Linked DNA regions of Gossypium hirsutum: regions 2 and 3 are each linked to region 1. Evidence: chromatin contacts called from public Hi-C data. All regions are on one chromosome and are shown on one strand. The core of a region is the stretch at or near the end of the contact, and the rest is flanking DNA. Distances in the headings are between cores, read along the strand shown. Region 1 holds the start of LOC107898485 (enoyl-[acyl-carrier-protein] reductase [NADH], chloroplastic). Region 2 holds the start of LOC107948479. Region 3 holds the start of LOC107948426 (DNA polymerase delta small subunit).

Region 1 (4,355 bases), core at 933-3,432:
TTATACTAGTAGCCTATGCTAGCCGAATAGTCAAGTTCATAGGCTTAACAACTAAGCAATGTAATTAATAATGACTATGAAAATTCTAGAAATGATCTTTCAATGTACATGTCCATGTTCGGCCGAATGGGAGGTGGATGGAAGACTTCATGGCTAAGCATTGATGCACTTGGATCAATGGTCTTCATGCATGCTTGGGTAGGTTCGGCCAACACTTTAATTGAGGCATTAAGTTCATGTGGTTTCATCCAAAGGTGATGTCTTAAATGGGCTTCATGAAGAGACAAAATAGGTGTGAACATAGGAGCATGAATAGCCTTTGAGGTGTGAACACAAGTAGTCGAATGGTTGCATGTGTGAACTCCTAGTGTGAATGCTTTGATGTTAACATGGGGAAGAGATTCAGCCACTTTGGAGAATTGAAGGATAAAGTGACTCTTGGCCGAATGGTTGCTTTGGAAAGTCCAAAAATCATCATTCCAACTTAATTCATCCATGCATCTTACCGTCCAAGGAGTGATGTACCTGCAACATTAAAATCAAGCATTAATCACCAATGTAAACACATTAAGGTGGCAGCAAATATTAACATATTAAACACACTCATAAATTCGACTAACATAATAAATAATTGTAGTAATTTGGACACATTAAATCCTAGTTAAACCAAGACATATTAATAACATGTAATAACCTAATTAAATTCGGCACACTTATTTAAAATGTCCAGAATTAAACAAATTAATTATTTAAATAAATATGTTCAAATTTATTTAATGCATCAATCTTATTTAATAGCTAGGGACGAATAGACTTATTGAGCTCGATATAGGTGCATGAGCTAGTGATGAGCTGGGGGTAAGCTCGTGAGCTAAATCCGAGCTAGGTTTGGACTCGTAAGCTGGACCCGAGCTGGGGAGCTGGACATGAGCTGAATCTGAACTAGTAGCAAGTTGCGAGGTGAACTGGAAGAGTTAATTTAAGCTTCCTCGCTGCGGCTGGGCTGAGTTTCATCCCAAATTCGAGCTACAAGAGCTAAAATAGAATCTTTGAAAGCCTTAGCTCGAGCTCGGGTGATAGGGCCTTGTGGTAGCGTCAGATGATCTTTACTCGAACTAGCTGAATCGTTGGGCGCGCTCGCATCACATGCCATGTGGCAATCCAACCAATTAGAATGTGCAGTGTGCAGAGGCGAATCCAGGGGGGTTGACAAGGGCCCCGGCCCCCTGAAATGGAAAATTATTGTTTTGGCCTTCTAAAAAATTTTAAAAATTTTAAATTAGTAAAGGTAAAATTACACTTTAGCCCCCTAAAATTATGAAAATTTATTTAATCCTTTAAAAATTATAAATATATAAACTATTAAAAATTAAAATTTCATTTCGGTCCCCCTAATTTTTTTTTGCTTCACCTCTGGGTGTGTGACAGTAAATTTATTAAAATTAAATAATTTAAATTTATATGAAAAAGTAGAAAAAAAGAATATTTAAAAACTAAATATTTTAATACATTAACTTTAATCAATCATTGGCCATCATTGATCGATATTTGATCGAATATTGACCTACGTCTAAATTATAAATTAAAATTTTTAATTTCTAGACATTAAGTTTTTCTTTAAGTTAAACTTTTTCTTTTTTACTTTTATTCATTTTGAATTTTTAGAATTTGAAATAAAATTTATTCCTGAATATATATTTTTGAAAAATGGAATTTTTTTAATTTTCTAAAATTTAAATACTTTTTCAATTTTATAAAATTTACAATTTTTATATATTATTATGATTTTTTAAAATTTATATTTATATATTTTAGAATTTTAAAATTTTAGTATTTTAGAATTTTTTAAATATTTTTTATTTTTTATATGTTATATGATTTTTTTTATTTTTTAATCAATAGAATATAAATTGTATTAAAAATACAAAAAAATGATGTCACATATTCTAATAGTCTCACGTATATATCTTATTTTCTTTTATGCCTTAAATTAATTTGGATAATAAAAAATAATTTAAATAGAAAGGTGAGACAAAAAAATTTTTAAGTACTAAAATTGAAAAAACAAGTATAATTCGGGCCATAAGGCTATTTTTGACAGCAAGTCAAATCAACGAGTCAAGAGTCCAATCCATTCACAGCCAACAAAAAGAGAAAGAAGGGCATAATAGTAATTTGAGTAAGGATCCAAAACCAAACTGAGGTCGACATTTCCAAAGCTCCCGTCGTTGCTTCCCAACTGTTGGAAACCAAAACTCCATCAACCACTTCGGTTTCATCGAAACCCCCAAAACATAACCCCACTTCCCTCCTCTTTTCTTTATATTCTCATCACCTCACTGCTCTTTCCGTACAATCCCCACATTCATAACCCAATCTTCCTCCTCCTTTGCTTCGGTGAGTTTTCAGATCTTTCCATGTTATTTCTTGCTCAATGTTATTCAAACTTTACTAATGCCTTCATTCCATTTACATGTTTATTTGAGCATTAAGGGAAATCTTCTGCTTCTAATTTGGTCCCTTAGAAATCTGATGAAAATAACCAACCATTTATTACATGTCAGAGCATTACACCACACAATGGCCAAGCCAACCAGAGATTTGGGTGTTGGAGACAATTTATTTACCAAGAAAAAGTTTTTGTCATCTTATTACATTCCCACAGAGGGGATGTTGGTGTCTCTTATTTTATAAAGTTATCACTCTTGCTAATGATATTACTTAAAAATGTTGCCTTTCTGTTAACCATAATGCCTTGTGTTTTACTTGATTATTTAACTGTTCCACTTGATCTTGTAGAACTGTATTGACTTTGGGTGATTCAAGTAAGATAAAAGAAGAAAATATGGGAACCGCAGCAACTCCTGGCCCTTACATGACCAACATTAAACCTTGTATTTCTTCTTCTCGTAAAATTGTTGTCTCGACCATGGTGAACATCATCGCTCAGCATAAAGAGGCATCATGGTCAGGGCTTGCAAGTGCCTCTCACATCTCGTCAAGGCAGCCGTTCCTCCATAGGATCACTTCAAAGCCTGTCAAGTTTGAAAAGTTTGTTACAAGAGCCATGTCTGAACAAAGTGACAACAAGCCTTTTTCTGGACTTCCTATTGATTTGAGAGGTAACCTGTCCTTATTTCCCCCTCTCTTATAACTTCTATGCGTTAATTCAATAATGTTGAATACAGATTAGAATACATGATGATGTTGTATCAGCTAACCATGTTTTTTGAATCTTGACATGACTGAAAAGCTCTTAAGACATGAAATTTGTCTGTGCAGTATGGACGTAAACCACTTGAACATCTAATATGATGTGTCGGTTTGCAGGTAAAAGAGCATTTATAGCTGGTGTTGCTGATGACAATGGATATGGTTGGGCAATAGCAAAATCTCTTGCTGCTGCTGGAGCTGAAATTCTTGTTGGAACATGGGTGCCTGTATGTATCTTTATATAACATATGTGTCATTTAGAAGCAAAGAGTCTCATTTTAAGGTCAAAGTTGTACTTTTTTACAGTTTTTCTTATAACTGCAAACATTTCTTTTTGCAGGCACTCAACATATTCGAAAGCAGTCTAAGACGTGGGAAATTTGATGAATCACGCATGTAAGAACAAAAATGTTCTTTCCTGTTGATTGCGTAGATTTTGGTATTTGCCGATTTCTCACTTACGGTATGCTGATTGGAATTTTCTTTTCCAGATTGCCAGATGGGTCATTAATGGAGATCACCAAAGTTTATCCCATGGATGCTGTTTATGACTCTCCCGAGGATGTACCTGTAGATGTAAGCCTTTTTCTCCGTATGGTTTTAGAAGAAGGCAAATATTGATTTTTTTTTTTGTAATATCCTAATTTTTGGTTTCCTTCAGGTGGAAACAAACAAACGTTACGCCGGGTCTTCAAACTGGACAGTTCAGGTGGAAAACTGCTCTGTCAAATCAAACCTCATAATATGTAACTATTTAAGTCGCCTTCACATTCCATAGGGAAGATAAAATCATTCTTTTTAGTTGGGTACATATTATCATTGTTTCAATACCTGTGAGTTACTACAATATCCATCTCAGCTGCATGGCATGCTCGACTTTTGATATCTAAGATGCCTTTCGCATGTTTTAATGAACTGCATTGTTTTTTTTTTCCCTTAAATAGCTAGAGGCTTAGAGCTGTGTAAATCATAAACCACAATGTCAAATTTATGTTGCTTACCATTTTCCTAATGTCATCTTTTATTTGCCTGAAAATGGATGGATCATGTATTTGTAGTGATCCATGTCTTCACCTGTTAATTAGATGTAAAAATCATTTGCATTTCACAAAAACAGAGTGTCCTACTTGGCCATAATCATA
Region 2 (4,355 bases), core at 1,274-3,773, 450 kb after region 1:
TAGCCAAAGTGAACCAAACCAAAGAATCATGAAAAGGCAAAATGACGCAATCAGAGATGCTGAAGAAATAGATCAATTTTCTATATGCATGCATGCCATTGCTACATTATATGGATGACTTCTTTCAAAGATGATTATGGTATGATTACTCAAGCGCAGAAAGAAATCTTAAACTGTAGGTGAAACTAACTGCTTACTTGACGAGGAAAGAAGATACCATTTCGACATAACCTACACGAATCCCGCAGTCCCTTCATTCATCAATGCCTTCAGTTCATCAGCATATACGCACACATTTACTCCATCTCCCTCAACCTTGAACTGCATCAAGATTCCTGCATAAAAGCACTCTTTCTCTACTCTCTGGAATTAGAAACATCCGCAATATTTTCAAACCCAGGCATGTTTATACATATAAGATGGTCAAGAAATTCGAAAGATAGATATGGAAAGATGTTCAGTTAGTCTTATACAAAGCCAATAAAAATACTAATAAAAAACTCTTGAAATGAATAACATCTATCATGGTCATAAGCCACTAACACCATGGATTGTTTGCAATTTGCAACCATGAACTGCAAACTTATCTCCAAAAAAAAAAAAAAAAAAAAAAAACTCCCAATTGAAATGGAATTCAGAAACTACAAAAACAAATAGCATGTGACAAAAAGAAACATCTGAATCCATACATGAGCTGATAAGCATTACTTTTGGAATGGCTTATCAGGTCCAAAAAAGAAGGTAAAATTTCACTGTGATGGTTAACCAGAATGTCACTTGCATTCAACGACGGCTTCAGCAGCCCGTCGAGGCTTGCTTTTGCGCCTGCTACCATTTTGTCGATAGCCAACAGATTTTGATGAATCATCAGTGCTCGATTTTGCTGTAATACAATTTTCTTTCTTGACTGAATCTAAGTTTTCTTTTGCCTGCATTGACCTTTTCCTCTTCCTTCCGTTCTCAGTAGCAGCCTGACTTTTCATCTCTTTGATGGGAACAGAACCTTTCACTTCTTCCCCGTCTTCTTCTTTCTTCTCTGCATCATCTTCATCAACATCATCCTTCAATTGCTTTTGCGGCCTTCCTCTTCTCTTAGATTCTGGAATCTTTTCATCTTCACCACTTCCAGGATCCTCACGAGAAGAAACAATAGTCGGCTTCTTTGCTTTTCCTCTGCCTTTTCTCATTTTACAAGAACCAGTTAGAAAACAATCTCAAACAACTGAAGTAGGTTCCTACAAACACAAAGAAATATATTCAAAAGAATCCACTTCCAATAACAAATGATCAATGAAAACAAGAAAAACAGAGATTATTAAGTGAGAGAGAAATAGGAAATAGCACACTCCATTTCAGAAGGTCACAATATGATTTAGTGCACCATCCTTTAATTTAATGTTCCCTTTTCTAAGAAACAATGGTAAAACACACCTGAACCTCCACAGAAATTCCAATATGGTTCATACAACTACAGCTTTTACCATTTTTTAATGAATAAGAAATGGATTTTATTGTTTTAATTCCACCTCTTTTCCAAAGTTTTCTGGGACTAAATTGAAAGGATAAAAAACTCAACCAAACTGCTCTCAAAAAGAGATTAATCATTGGATTGGAAAAGAACAAAAGATTCAACACAAATAAACCTAATTTCAAACCTAAAAACTGCACAAGAACAGCCCCCAAATCTCAACATCTGTAAACTACAAATCCGAGCAATCTTCAAATAAGTGTAATCACGCTAACAATAGAGGAAACCCAAATCAATACAAAAGCCATAGATTCTAAATCTTTTGTTTTATTTACCTCCCTACATAAGAAGAACATCATCTCTCGTTTATTAACTTCAGGTAAAGTAGGTAAACTATAAGATATTAAATCTGTGTTTCAGTTTAAATATATATTCTTCATCCCTAATAATTACGTCACCAAACACAGCATTAACTTCTTATAAACCAATACACCATAAACAAACATTTTACATAATAGCTTTTTAACTACTTTTTCAAGAGAGAACTCCATTGTTTATTTTTTTTAAAATGAAACAAGAAAGATGAAACTAACCTTAAAACAGACACCAATATTCTGCATCTTTGACACAAAATCCCATTTTTCAGAATCTCATAATAAAAGTCAAGGAAGTTGCTAAAACCCCAAGAGGAAAGAAGAAAATGGACCACTTGTTCCTCTCAATGGTTTTACGAGAATGAAGCCAACAAAGAACAAGATAAGCTCCCCGCCCCCCCCCCCCCCCGAAAACAACGATCTAAACGAAAAATAAAAGAAAACGCAGATCAGAGAATATAGTTTAAGTTAAAGGAAACATCATCAAAAAGCACAGTGAGTATTTTAACAGAGCTAAGGCAAGGTTGAGAAAGAGAAGATTATTAGAACAAGAAATGGTAGGAAGAAGAAATGGTCAGTGGTAAAAGAAGAGATAAGTGTTGAAAGCAAGGGTTCAACTTCAACTTCAACTTCAAGTTATAGCATTGATATTGAACATTTGGTGTACAAACAAAAAAAAAATAGATAAAGGTATTTATTTTGTAGAGTAAAAACTGAAGTAGAAAGAAGTAACACACACTTTGCTCACTGTCAAACAACAAATGTGGGATGATCATCAATTCATCTAAAAGTTTGACTGCTGGTTTTGGGTGACTTTGACTGAATGTGTACGGTGATTATTGCATGACATACAAATATATCTATATAAGCGTTTGTACACAGGATTTTTCCATAGATTGTTACAGATTCTGTAAACTGAGACTTGGTTTAAATCATACGCGCCAGTAGGAGCGTGAGTGAATTCCAAAGGAAAACGCAAAGGCGCGTTATCTTAGTTTAGAGGTAGTGTCACTGTTTTTAGATCAGAAATTTGATTAGCCTCGCTCTTCCCTTTATTTATTTAGGATTTTGATACTTAAAATATACAAACCCTAATTACACTCCTTATAATTCCACAACTATATCATAATAAATTTTAAAATATACTAATTTATAAAAAATTAATATAAATTTTTCTAAAATTTAATATATTAATTATTTGTCATTTGATCCGCTTCAATAGATTCATTTAAAAACTAAAATAAAATCATCATATGTAATATATTGTCTAAAAATATATCATAAAATATAATTATTAATAAATTAACAAGAAAAATAAACATACTATATAATTTATATAATTAATCTAGCATTTCATGTTTATTGAGCTATTCTCTCTCTAGCAGTAAAAATATACTTTTGTTGTGTTCAACTACACATCACTCAACAATTTAGGTTATGTATTAATGCAAGAGAGAAAAGTGATTGCTTATGCTTCTCGACAATTTAAGTCACATGAACAGAATTATCCTACTCATGATCTAGAACTTGCAACAGTAGTTTTCGCTCTGAATATTTGGAGACATGACTGCCTCCGGACATACTAACGTCCAGAGTGTGAATACTGTAATAGAATAAAAAATTACAAGGTGGTATTCGTAAGTATACAAGTCGAGTTGTAATATAAATTTTATAACGAAATAGGTAAGTACTCCGAGGATCGTACTCAAGGAAGGCTAGTACTAAATCAATCTTAACCTAAACAATTAAAGATCTAATTAATACTTGAAGTCAGTTATAGTACAAAAGTAAAATAAGAGATAATTTCAGGGTTTCTTAAACTAAGGAAATAAAATAACAAAAAAGAGTAAAATTACAAGAGATAGAGAAAAATAAAGTGAATCAAATTTGAAGATAGGTGATTTGCTTCCTTAAGCAATCTCAATCAACTGTTATCTTGAGTTCTTCGTCAATCAACTAGTCGCTACCCTAGTAGGATATTTCGATCTTCCACTAACATAGCGAGTCAACAAGAATTACTTATCTTCCGACCTCACAGTCCAGACTGGTTTAGGGTCAAGGTGTTCACGGATAGGCAATACCAATTTTGGGTTAATTCCCACCTTGATGACTTCTTAGGGTTGTCAGGCCTAGGGTTTTTTTCACATTCTTCCTTTCCCAAACAATTAATCCGTTGAATAACCCTACAAAACATTTAAGAGATCATGCTTGCACTTGCTAATCCCCCATAGAAGGATTAGTTTCTCATGGCTTTCATAAACAACATGGAATGAATGGAAGAATTAATAATAGAGAATGGATTGAAATAAAGAGTTTAAGAAAAACCTGATTTATATTGATAATAAGCATGAATCCACAGAAGTTGATCTCCTTCACAATCAGATCTCTTAAAGAAAGCAAATAACTAAAACTAGGAAAACCTAATAAGGAAAGAAAAAAAAGCCTAAGTTTAACGGAAGAAAACTAGGTTAAAACTTAGATGTGTTATACATGTGCTAAAGGAACCTATTTAT
Region 3 (4,355 bases), core at 606-3,105, 440 kb before region 1:
GAATGCAATTAATAGTTTGATAATTGCTCAACATGGTAATCTATAAACAAGGCTTTGAAGCAATTAAGTGCAACAAATGCAATCATTTCCAATGGATTGACAAACAAGTCAATTGTGAACAGAAACTCCAAATATGGATAGTGAATTGATAGCAATACAGACCTGTTACATAAACTGAGGGTGAAAGCTTAGTACCGCCAAGCTTCACTCGTCCGCTTTCATCTTCCAAAACCAAGTAGTCATCTTGATGCATAAAATTATGAGGTTTTATAAGAGGGGCAACAGATCTCTGTAAATTATAAAAAGATTATACACAGAACGTTCAAAGTCAAACAACACTGAATTTCCAACATAGAGTTCAATATACAAAATGAAATAAACTAATCAATAATATACATCCATTAACAACCATATTACCTCCTTAGAGTATTCATCAAGAATGCAAGGTTTGAGTTTCATATGCTTATAAAGAGTACCAACAATGATGCATTCTTTGCCTTCTTCGAGCTCTAAAACTGTACAAACTACAAAAAGAGAGAAGGAAAATTTTTAAATTATTCCATGGAAACTAAAAACTCGATCAAACTACAAATTTATTTGAATCCCCATTATCTTTAGCCACAACCAATGAGAGGACTGGAAAGTTCTGGTACTTCAAATTTCTAATGTGAAAAAGTACACTACAGAGGCAACAAAATTTCAGATGCACAAATAATACCAACAACAAACTCATCAGAAATATGAGCAACAGTATCTAGTGCATTTTTTTTTTCAAAATAGAACCTGTCACCTTGAAGAAAGCTTTTGAATGAGAAATACTTATCAGAGTCTATGTTACTTGGACTCAAGTGTATCCTACGTGCATTGCAAGATTTTCTAAGTTTTTCCATCTTTTTGGAGAATCCTTGGAGATCAAATTCTCATGTGTGTCAGAAACGAGTGTCGGACAAGGGTACTCCAAGAAGAACGAAAATTCCGAGCAACATAGGTCAGACTAGTCCCCAACGAGTATGAGTACCAATAGTAATTCTTAGCCACAATGCAAGTATTTCAAACATAACCTTCCATGCTAATCAGTCAAAACCTCTAGAATGGAATCCAAATAATCACAGGGTAAGGACACACCAATCAAAAGCTAATACCAAAGACTTTTTTTATATTCACTGCGAACCCTAAGAGCCCCAGACACTGCAAATTACAAAAATTCCTTAAGTCCAAATGCAGGTAACAAAGCAGCCAAAAATGACTAGCCAAAGCTGCTGCTTGCTTCAAAACCCAAAACCCATAATAAGAAGAGGGAAAAAGAGTACCATAGTTAATAAATTAAAAGAATAAACAATTTTGGAAATCTCCCGAAATATTCCTTTTTTTTTTAAGAGAGGTTACCGGGGAGATGGGATTTCCAGTTGGGCACAAGGGAGTAAAGCAAAGTTCTCATCATGTGAAGACGAGCAAAGTAAATTTGACTGTACTGCTGGCCTCTGTAAACTTCCTTCTGAATCTCGAAATTCTCATCCTAAGACACAAAGAAAAAGGGGATTATAGTTTCACAAAATCAGAAGAGATTTTAGGATATTGTGAAAGGGAAGAAAATGAGGTTGGAGTTACTAAAGAGAGGTAAGTGGATTGTTTTCTCTGCAGTTGTTCTTGCGAGTCGACTTCCATGGCGGGAAACTTGGATTGGAGACTGAAATTTCTCTACGGCAATTCTTCTGAGTGGAGAGATTTTATACATCCAATTCACTTTACGATGTATTTATTTTAAGCCTCAATCAAGCCATTCGGGGATGTAGCTCAAACAGTAGAGCGCTCGCTTTGCATGCGAGAAGTACGGGGTTCGATACCCCGCGTCTCCAGTCTTGCTTAATTATATGAGCATTTATCATGTTTTTTTTTTCCTGTTTTCTATTTTGCAAATCTCTTTCTACTATTTTATTATTGAAAAGATTAATACAACATTTAGTAATTAAACTTGATATCAATTACTTTTTTTTCCTTATTTTAAATTTTTAATATCTCAAATGAGTTAGTTGATGAGTTATATAGCATTAAAAATATTATTTTTTAAAAAATATGTTGGAATTCCTAAGATTAAGGACAAAAAACTTACCTTATTACTAGGAGTTCCCTTGTAAATAGAAACTAATTTCAGTCACTGATTCTTAGGAAGTTACTGTTTTTTAGGGATTGTTTTCCTTGTTTGTGTGAATTCCTCTCTTTTTTGGTGTAAACTAATTAGCAGAATGAAAATAATCTTTTTCTAAGTTTCTTCATGGTATCAAGAGCTTTAGGATTCATTCGATCCTGCTCATTCGTCTCTAATATCCCTTCCTAAAAATTCATCCGGTTTAGTCCTCCTCTCATGGGTGACTTCAATGAAACTCTATCTAAAACTGAGACTTCACAAATAACTCAGAATGTCAATCAGGGAATCACTCAAGGTGAACTTAATTCCTCCCTTATAATCACCAATCATCGACTAGATAGGAAGAAATTCTTGAATGGTCTCAATCGGTCCTTATGGTGATTCGTGGTCGTGGCAAATTAGGATACATCAATGGAGAAATTCCACGACCAACCATAGCTAACTCGACTTATGCCACTTGGGAACTCAACAACTCGATTGTAATGGCTTGGCTAATTAATTCGATGGAAGGCCATATAAGCCGCACCTATCTCTTTTTCAAAACTGCAAAAGACATGTGGGATGCAGTTAAAGAAAACTACTCGGATCTTGGAAACGCCTCCCAAGTATTTCAGATCAAGCTTAAGTTAAAGGATATCCGACAAGGGACACTCAAAGTAACTCACTACTACAACAATCTAAAAATTTTGTGGCAGGAATTGGATATATACTATGAGGCAGATTGGGGTGAAGGCTTGGAACACACCAAGTTTATGACTCACCTCAACAATGAACGTCTTTATGAGTTTCTAGCAGGATTGAACCGTGAGTTAGATGAGGTTCGTGGCCAAATTCTGGGCAGATCACCTCTACCAACCATCGGTGAAGCATTTGCAGAAGTTAGAAGAGAAGAAAAGAGTCGTCTTGTCATGATGGGATACTCAAAGGAACTTAAACATGTGACAACTATTGGCAATCGGTCTACTGAGACCTCTGCCCTCATCTCCAGAGGTCCACAGCCACAAAAACCACGTGCTGGAAATGATTCTGGATCAACCAGACCATGGTGTAACCACTGCAACCGTGTTGGTCATACAAAGGAAAAGTGCTTCAAATTCCATGGCTATCCTGAAAAAAAACAGAATGATAATAAAACTGCCCTATTATCCTCCACTGCTGCAGATGATGTTCTCGATGTTCGCCTAACCAATACCCAACTTGAGACTCTCCATAAGATACTTGGTACTTCCACTGCTCATGGATCTCTAGCCACCCAAGGTACTGCCCTCAATATTGCCTTTGAATCAAATAATCAATCCTCTTGGATATGCGATTCGGGTGCCTACGATCACATGACAGGTAACTCCACTTTGTTTCACACCTACACCCCTTGTCATGACAAGTCCCGAATCTGCATAGCTGATGGTTCTTACTCACATGTGGCTGAAGTAGGAGAAGTACAAATAACAGAGAATTTTTCTCTCGATAAAGTCCTACATGTCCCAAACTTGTCCTGCAATTTACTTTCAATCAGTAAACTTACTAAGGATGAAAAACTTCTTGCTGAATTTTCTGCAATTGGTTGTGTGATACAAGAACAGAAATCGGGGAGGATGATTGGCACTGCTAAAGTTGATGATGGACTATATGTTTGGAATAAAGACAGCACACAAGGAGGATTGGCTCTATCCACTTCAAAAGAGGACACGATTATGTTATGGCACCGTAGGTTAGGGCATCCAAACTTTTTGTATTTGAAGAAACATCTTCCACTCTTATTTCGAAATAAAAGTATTAATTCCTTGAAGTGTGAAATTTTCCAATTATCCAAACATACCCGTGTACCATACCCATTAAAACCATATATCCAGTCCCAACCATTTTCATTAATCCACAGTGACCTATGGGGAGCCAGCTGAGTGAAAAATATTACAAGGGTTAGGTGGTTTATAATATTCATTGATGATCACACAAGGGTATGTTGGGTCTATCTCCTCAAAGAAAAATTTGAAACACCCAAAGTATTCCAAAATTTTCACTCAATGGTTCGAACCCAGTTCAACTCTACCATACATACTCTCCACACTGACAATGGGAGAGAATACTTTAACTCTGTCCTAAGCCATACCTTTCTAACCAAGGCATCATATACCAAAGCTCTTGTCCTGACACTCCTCAACAAAACGGGATCTCCAAGAGAAAAAATCGACATCTTATTGCTGTAGCTCGA

Evidence for each region. A called contact is a pair of places that touch in the nucleus more often than the background predicts.
Region 2: a contact with region 1 is called in a Hi-C map of leaf, with 2.8 times the contacts expected there. The contact joins the promoter of LOC107948479 here to the promoter of LOC107898485 in region 1. A contact is called at or near these places in 3 of 34 Hi-C or Micro-C datasets (all in leaf).
Region 3: a Hi-C map of hypocotyl shows a contact between it and region 1, with 8 times the contacts expected there. The contact joins the promoter of LOC107948426 here to the promoter of LOC107898485 in region 1. A contact is called at or near these places in 4 of 34 Hi-C or Micro-C datasets (callus, hypocotyl and leaf).

Annotation. Positions count from the first base shown.
Region 1 is chrA04:28,358,439-28,362,793 of Gossypium_hirsutum_v2.1, reverse strand. LOC107898485 (enoyl-[acyl-carrier-protein] reductase [NADH], chloroplastic) reads left to right here and starts at 2,182. Exons shown (of 13, transcript XM_016823946.2): 1 at 2,182-2,397; 2 at 2,800-3,122; 3 at 3,331-3,440; 4 at 3,554-3,609; 5 at 3,705-3,789; 6 at 3,875-3,922. The coding sequence starts at 2,846.
Region 2 is chrA04:27,908,532-27,912,886 of Gossypium_hirsutum_v2.1, reverse strand. It overlaps LOC107948479, which reads right to left and starts at 2,523. Exons shown (of 2, transcript XM_016883039.2): 1 at 2,062-2,523; 2 at 504-1,235. The coding sequence starts at 1,187. The coding sequence ends at 774.
Region 3 is chrA04:28,798,243-28,802,597 of Gossypium_hirsutum_v2.1, reverse strand. It overlaps LOC107948426 (DNA polymerase delta small subunit), which reads right to left and starts at 1,855. Exons shown (of 14, transcript XM_016882968.2): 1 at 1,609-1,855; 2 at 1,387-1,516; 3 at 418-524; 4 at 163-289. The coding sequence starts at 1,665.